Regions from separate parts of the Zea mays genome. Here region 2 is linked to region 1. Evidence: chromatin contacts called from public Hi-C data. All regions are on one chromosome and are shown on one strand. The core of a region is the stretch at or near the end of the contact, and the rest is flanking DNA. Distances in the headings are between cores, read along the strand shown.

Region 1 (4,326 bases), core at 1,824-4,323:
GAGGCCTTTACGAAGTTTCACTAGAGGAGTGAACCTGCTATGGATTCCAGGCTGAAGGCGATGTAGGAATCCCTCGTCCGAAAAGCTAAAAAGATAGTCCGACCTGAGGACCTCCCTACACCCGCACAACTCCACCCCACTTGCCCCTTTCAAGAAAGGATTAACTCACACTAGCTTTCCTAATTATTTAGCTAAGGGCATCCCATTCCACTCTTGTGGTAGCACTGTTTTACCGGGTGGTCGCTCCATGTTCCATTTAATATACTAATCTTAACATGAACAAAAACTAAACCAGGAATATTAATGTAACATTATCATAATTCAATATAACATTAATCCCAAAACCAGGTAGAGGAATAGCAAGTCTACCCAATAGTTCGTTTGTTTGCAAGGCGTGGGGTAAACAAAACTAGGGAAACCTATTAGGTCCCATCAAATTAACCTAAGCATGTCATAGTGATTAACAGAGAACATTATTAGGTAAAGAAGTGTGATCAAGGGCACAACTTGCCTTATACTTGCGATTCTAGGTACTTCACCAAGTTGATCTTCGGGTTTCTCGTGACCTCGCTGTTACTCGTAGCAATACATACAAATAGACGGGTAGTACCTAAAAATAACATTACACCAAACATGAGAACAAACCACGTAGGAATACTCTACATGCCGCTACGAGATCGTAGGTTCAAGAACTACTAAAATCAGAGTTTTGATTAGAAATATATGATTTTTCTAAAGTTTTTGGGTGATTAAACAATAAAACTATATTTTATATTGATTAATATAACTCATGTGAGAAAACATAACTAAATTTATTCAACCTCTAAGTTATAACTTGATTGTAGATTATATATTAGTCAGTTAATAATTATGAATAGATTAAGCAAGAGTAATCTACTAAACATAGGTTAAGTAAATATCTAATCAATAGAGTATGTGATATGTTACCCTTAATGTTGTTACCATGTAGACAATGTTATTACGAAGTCATCGCAATTGGAACGGAGTAAATCAGAGTTAAAATGGATGAGATATGAATTAAACAAGTTTCTAGGTATTGTATTATTAAATTTATACCTAAAAATAGCTTCCAGGGGCTAAACTGCAAAGTCCTGGTTTATTTTTATTTATTTAAATGCTGAAAATGGGTGGCGGGTTTATTATCTAAGTTTCTAGGGTCTTCTTTGAAAATCCACCATAGCCGCAATAGCCTGGACGCACCGGAGCCGTCCGATTCAACATTAGCGGCAACAATTTAATGAGGCGAAGAGGTATTTCGGTTTCTAATCAGAGTTGTTCGGTCATGAACCGACGGCACGGATCTAAATATCGCACGATATGTCCTACATCGTTCGATCCACACTCAACGACCCGATTTCTATGCGACGAAGGGGGTACTTCATGTCTTAATCGTAATTGTCTATTCAATGATTGAGCTGCAGGCTACCGATTCGGCGACGGAGCCTATCCACCATGAACATGCACGATGGCGAGGTGCACACAACCCCGGAATTGGTTATGACATCCTATGAAGTCATGAGTAGGATAGGAGGGCAATCACGAATTCGTCATTTATACCCTCGAGGCCATGGACCCATCGCAACAGCATTCCGTTGGAGGCAGTGCATCAAGCAGAGTCCACAGTTTTGTTTGTTGTGGACCGATGGAGAAGAACCTGACGGGTTGGCCCCACTTGGCAGTGTCACCTGACGGAATAGGTACAAGGTGGGCCGACAGCGAGCCATGGCGGACGACCTACGGTGTGGAAGCACAGCTGGGCCGAGGCAAGGGGTTGAGCTAGTGTGGAGCAAGAGAGATGGGCGAGCTTGCGCTCGAGCGACTAGTTGCTGGGTTCCACGTGTCGGCCACCCAGAGTCATAGAAGAAGGGGAGTGGTAATGGGCCAGCGGTGATGGTGAGACTGGGCCTAGCGACCGAGGTGGGCTGATGTAGAGAAACAAGCTCGAGTGGCTGTTTTATTCCTTTTGTTTCTTTTCTTTTGTTATTTATTTTCTATTTTCCTTCCTTTTCATAGTCTTCCAAGTTCAACTTTTGAAATTTGATTTGAAATCAAAGAACAAATTAAATGCATCAAACAAAAGAATTCCGGCATGAACTTGATATATTTATATATTATTTTAGTTGCTTTTATATGCTAGGTAGATGCTTCACATATGAAATGCATACATGAACGCAAAAAATATTCTAAAATTATAATCCAATTAAAGAGATCTCACTATTTATCACCTATTTAAAACATAAATTCTAGGTGATGTTTTAGTTGAATTATTTTCATCTAATAAAGGATAATTTGACTAGGGTCTCTTTCTTAATTAATCCTTGTTAGAAAACATATTTATTTTTGGGAGAAGTATCTTTAGAAGTAAGAAATTTCTGATTACAAGGTATTCGGTTCAAGTCTTTTGGGGTAATTTTTTATACATCCCAAAATAGGATTTTGGGTGTTACAAAAGACAAACAATATATAACAAAAATAAACATCACACCAAACATAAGAATAAAATGCATAATAATATTCTGAGTCAGGAAGAAACCGTAGGTTCGAGAACCACTAAAATCGGAGCTAAAACGTATGAATATGATTTTTATAAGTTTCTAGGTATTTTGATATTTATTTTATACCTAAAATATGATATATTGTATAAATGTGATGTGAATGATCCCATTCATTTAAATTCATACAAACCTCATGCTTAAGTGACTAACTTAATTTACAAATTATACATAAATAAAACCTTGTGCATGCATGCTGATATTCTTGTAATGTTGCATTTGTATTTAAATTGGTAATACAAGTTTGAGTTGGAAATTTGGAATAGGAATAAAATACAAAATTAAAAAGAAAGAAAAGAATAAAAGAATGAAATAACCAAAACCCCTCCATTGTGGGCAGAAGCCTCCACTCTCGGCCAAGTAGACCTTTCGTGCCCCATGACCCAAAATCGGCAAAAGGGCGCCGACATGTGGGCCATCGATGTCAGCCAGCCTCGGTCTCCTGTACAGTGTACTCGCGTGCACAAGGAGTTAGTATGACGAGCAGGTCCCGCTCGGTCAGCGACTCAGCTTCCCTAGCGCCGCACGTGCGAATCCTGCGCCCGAACTGCACAAGCCACCCCACCGACAAATGGGCCCACGCCGCAACCCCCTTATCACGTCCACGCGGTACCGGTTGGGATGAAACTGCTAGGTGGGGCTGATTCACCAGCGCCTTCATCGTCAACCGCATGGCGGACCTCACGTGGATTGCGATGGTCGTTTCGACCAATAGCCAGCCGGATGCCAGCTTCGCGAACCGATGAAGCCTTGGCATAAATACAGTGTGCCCGCGACCTCCTCCCCTTTTCGTCCATTTGCCCCAAAGCCATCCACCATCAGTGAGGAGCAGTGTGTTAGGAAGGGCTGAGTTAGATTGCCACCGCCGCCTCTGCGATTTGCCCCAGTCTTCACCGCCCGGGTTTCGATAGGTGCATGGTCGTGAAGGTTCGCCTGGGGCCGAGGATCGTGTCGGTTTGGGTTGCCTCCCGCGCGACTGACCAGAGACTACACGATTCCTCGTCGGTGTGTTCTAGGATCAACAGTCCGCCTCCCATCTTGTCCAACGCCATCTTCGCCTCCGCCCTCTGTGAGACCTCTTCCTTAGCATCGCCTTATCCCTCTCCTCGGTTAGTGTCATGCGGGTGCCGAATGGTGCGTCGTTTAATCACGAATTGCTCGCCAGGGTTTGAACCTCCCCGTCTATTCGCCGCGTCGTGGGTGGCGCACATCACCGTACGATTCCCGTAGGTCCTGCATCGTTCTCTGCGTTAGGACTCTGAGTTCGAGGCCATCCGTCACCATAATGCCTTGCGCCGGTGAACTCGCCACCGCATGGAGCTCAGCGCCGCCATGCTCTGCCGATGTAGAAGGGAGATGGCCGGGTATCGTTCGATCCACAGCGGACAAATCTGAATAGATCTAGGAGGTGATGGTGTTTTGCCGTCGGTCTGAAATTGGCGGATGGGATCGGAGGTTGCATACCCCTTCCCAGAATCCCCTAGGACCATAGGATCTCAATCGTGTGGCTCTGGTGCAACACATGTTTTGCAGTCATGGTGGTTTTATAAAAGAGACCCTGAGAACCCTGATAATCAACCCACTGTCCCAAAGCAGTTAGGAATCCTTTAAAGTAGGTCCTATCCTTTTGCGCCTTATCCACTGTGTTCTCGGGAAATATTGCCCGCACTCGAACCTGTTTGTGAATTTAATAAAATGGTTATATAAAAGGATTTCTGGTAGGAAAATAATTTCAGAAACTTAAATAATTCAC
Region 2 (4,029 bases), core at 1,509-4,008, 170 kb after region 1:
TTTTGCTAGTCGTCAGCTACACATACGTTTTCGAGGTTAGTGTACCTGCAGAAAATCCATCACAGCCCATTTCCCGGTGATGCAAGTCACACATGACAGTTTATCACAGTTTATACTCCATACATTGCTATATGGAGGCCAACTCATCATTAAGCGCCGAGCTACGCATAGGTGTCGTTGCCACACTTTAACCATAGGGCAACTCATTATGGTAACTCACCTTCTTACTTGAGCGTAGGTGCGTCGTTACAAGTGCAATACACTTCTCAGTATTCCCATGTCTGTATACCCATACACATCCATGGGGTACTGAATCCCAGAAAAGTAAATACTCCACATCCCAGCCTTCATATATACATATGTAAAACATGTATATAATCAAGCGCTTTTCATACTCTTCCCTAGACCGATGTTTGTTCGGTCATGCTCTCACATCTCACCTTACCTTGAGCGTCAATCCATTCAAAACTTAATGGCTTCAAAATAACAATACACATGTATGCAATACCCCTAGTTGTGGGTTAGTGGTTTTGAACTAAGCCACCTGATAGTTCTTAACTTAGGGCTTAATAGAGGATGTGGCTAGTATTATAGTTTTTCAAAGCTGTTTTTCAAAGCCAAACAATGTGTTTAGTTGAAAATAGGTTTTTCAAAATCAAAACTTTTGTTTTGAAAATACGTATGTGACCGTATATACTTAATCCTGCTCCGATACCAGCTGTGGTAGAACTTCCCAAGTTATTGAGCCCACATGCACCTATCCTTGTCTCAAAGACCTCAGACGGCTATGCATGTGTACCAGATAACTTAACAGGATCCGTCCGATTGCCCCAAGGACATCGGATAAACCACTTACAACCAGAACCGCGGGATTAAGTAAACACAAATCACACACCAACAATTTTTTTTTGCAGTGGAAATATTATTACCAAATTTTACAAGTTACAACAAGTTTACATTGTATTTATCGGAGTGGTTAAAAAAGTGGTTCAAAGGAATAACTTTGAAATGTTATAAATTATTTGTAAGTTTGAAATATATGCTAGCTCAAGTGACCATCCTCAATAACAAGTATAGAAGGGTTACTTAGACTTATAAGAAGGCCGAGCCCACCGACACTTAACACCATCATCACCAGCACAAAACTAGGACCTGAAAAACAATAGGGAATAAAACCCTGAGTACGGAATTACTCAGCAAGACTTACCCGACTAAAGAAAAGACTCTCAAGGGTATGCTGGCTAGAGGGATTCAAGGTATGACTTATCAAGAATCAAAGACTCTGTTTTGCAAAAATGCTTACTAAAAGTGGATCCTTAAAAATCCATTTTTACTTGTGAGGTTAAGTAAAATTACCTGCATCTAGAGTTCTTTCTACCCTAGTTCAATCACTTGGCCTATACTAGCTGTCTTTTTATCATCCCTTCAGTTCACTGGATTGCTACGTGTAGGTCAGTGACCAAGTCTTCATGTCCGAGAAGTAACGACGATCCGAATCGATTAATACCCAGCTGGGGATCTCCGATCACATGACATATGTAGCACTTAACCCTTGCATATGTCAACTCGCCACCGGGGTTCTTAAGACCAGATCAGGTTCACGCCAACCGAGAGCACATATACACCACCGTCCAGCCTCTTGCCATGGAGGGTACACGCTACTCTCGCCATCTCTCCACTCCCATTGCGTGTTATCTTATTCTGGTATTAGTCTGCCCGAGGCAAAGCTTACCCATGATGAGGCATGTGACAAGTTAAAAGGTCCTCGATCAACAAGCCTACATCGAGACGGTCCTTAATCGACTCAGACAGAGACACTACACCGAGACTCCTTTCTCGTGCAAGTCAACCGCCCGGTCTCAGCTTTATTATTTTCAACCCAAATTTTGGTACCTGGCAGAGGTACATCTTTTTCGATGTTGAACCCATCAAGGCCTTGATGGATCCACCATCACAATTTTTTTTGAAAACATTCCCACCCACTGAAGCATCACTTTTGTTTGAAAACAAAACATTTTTGTTTTCTAAAGCAAGGCTAAGCATCATAAAATTCTTTTTCAAAAGGGTATCAAGGATGGGTAATCAATTTTCCAAGGAAGGAAATGCATCAACGGTTTAGCACATAACTCCTATCACCTAATGCATCAAACAAGGTGATAAAGATTTTAAAACAACAAGGAGGTGGCGAATGCACCGAGGCTTGCCTGAATAACACTAGGTTAGTGTTTTTAGGTGACGTCCACTTGACGATCAGCCTTTGTCCTAGCACTTGATCAGGCAGGTTCGTCCATCAACATCATCATGCAGATTAGCCCGCGCTTGGGGTCGACTTGGATCGTCTTCCGCATCACGCGATCAATTATCGTACCTAATCATATCAAACTTTACCCAAGACTTCGAAATATTATTTAGAGTTTACCATAAAAGTTTGGTGAATTTTGGATTTATTATTTATTCCCTAAAAATCCAGAAGCATGGTTTTTGGTGGTTTTAAATGTCCCAAAATTCCCTATTGGAACTAAAAATCATGAAACTATTTTTACTAAATACTATAGGAAATTAGGAGTCTAGCAAAATTGGTTTGATATTTTTAGCATTTTTCTGTAATTTTCTATGGATTTCTAAAGATCCTTGGAAAAAGAAAAGGAAAAACTACTAACAGTGTTGGGCCCAAACTGGCCCAACCGGCCCTGCTCTAACAGAAATCGGGGGCGCGCCCACGACAGCGCAGTCGGTTTTTCACAAAGGTCCTCGCCAGAGTCAATATTAAAAATGAAGACTTCAACCAGATCCCGTGAGTCACTGACACTTTACTTCCGGCCCCTCCTAAACTTCTTGTCTTTTAAAATGGAATCCCCGACGTCGCCGGCAGCGCGGACACGTTCTCCTCGCGATACTACGGTGGAGAAGAGCTCGGGCAGCCATTGGATAGCGACCGGATCAAACCTTAACCTAATTCGCGCAGCTTTGGGGCATGAATTTGGCTTATGAACACACAGAGCGGCCGGACCGCATCCACGGTGAAACTCTAGCACCGCGGTCCCTGCTCTACCGATTTGAGCACCGGTCGCTACAAATTAAAGGCACAGGGGGCACGAGCAAGGCACGGACAGCATGATGCCCACAGCAATTGACCCCGGATTAACAGAGTTCTGGTGGATCGACACCAGGGCAATCCCTGAGGTGTCGAGCCCGCGTTCTGTCCAAGCTAAGACCATAAAGATCAAACGAACCCCTGGGTGAGCTTCACCAGCCTATAAGGATGCTAGAACCTACACTTGTAGGGGTTAAGTCATACCACAATTGCCTGGCCACGTGAAGCCGAGGTGTTGTCGAGGTGGTCACCGGACACACGCGGCGGTTTGATCAGTGGAACAGGGCATGTCTAGAGTATGGTTTGGGGGATGCAGTACTGCTAATTGAAGCTGCTCACTATGGTTGCTGGTCAAAGTAAGGATTACTGGGTTGGTTCCTGTCTTCCCCCCCGGTTGCTCTTTATATTAGCAGGGAAAAGATCAAAGGGGCTGGATTCTTGAACTTGCAGCAAGGATAGCTATGAACACTAGATGCAGTCGTGGCTCCCACAAGAAGATCCATGCAGGTTCACAGAGTATGGTCATGCAGGGTGAAGTTTATCCATGGCCAAAAGAGAGGGGGTAAGGATAGGAGCGCACTGTAGCAGATATTTCTACTGAGGATAATTCAGAGATGTGCATAAATCTGAATATCTTTGCTCTCCCTCATCTCTACAATTTCCAATACCAAAGTAGGACACGACAGGGAGTAAAAAGATCACAGTTAGATATTTCTGCAATTTTGGATCTACAGCTCTTGACTGACCCACCCAACTTCAATTAGCCTCTTCTCTTAATTTTTAATTAAGACAAATCAATCACTATTAACAGAACTTGTTCCCAGATCAAGGGTCTATAAATTTACTATAAGTCTCTTGGACCTAATCCTTAAAGATTACAAGTTATGGTGCCCAAAAATCACCTGCAATACACTGGTACCATTTCACTTTTCTGA

Evidence for each region. Hi-C and Micro-C count contacts between places; a contact is called where the count stands out from the background.
Region 2: a Hi-C map of ear shows a contact between it and region 1, with 2.5 times the contacts expected there. The contact joins two enhancer-like sites. A contact is called at or near these places in 5 of 25 Hi-C or Micro-C datasets (ear, endosperm, leaf and 2 more).

What each region holds. Positions count from the first base shown.
Region 1 is chr2:114,900,223-114,904,548 of Zm-B73-REFERENCE-NAM-5.0, forward strand. No RefSeq gene overlaps it. Among protein-coding and RNA genes, the nearest start is that of LOC103646871, 66 kb to the left of the region's middle. Within about 2 kb of position 3,074, at least 18 of the 20 cell types and tissues checked have an H3K27ac peak or open chromatin away from gene starts, as enhancers often do. A contact at or near this core is called in ear, leaf and leaf mesophyll, where this site is marked.
Region 2 is chr2:115,075,188-115,079,216 of Zm-B73-REFERENCE-NAM-5.0, forward strand. No RefSeq gene overlaps it. Among protein-coding and RNA genes, the nearest start is that of LOC103646874, 92 kb to the right of the region's middle. Within about 2 kb of position 2,759, at least 8 of the 20 cell types and tissues checked have an H3K27ac peak or open chromatin away from gene starts, as enhancers often do. A contact at or near this core is called in ear, leaf and leaf mesophyll, where this site is marked.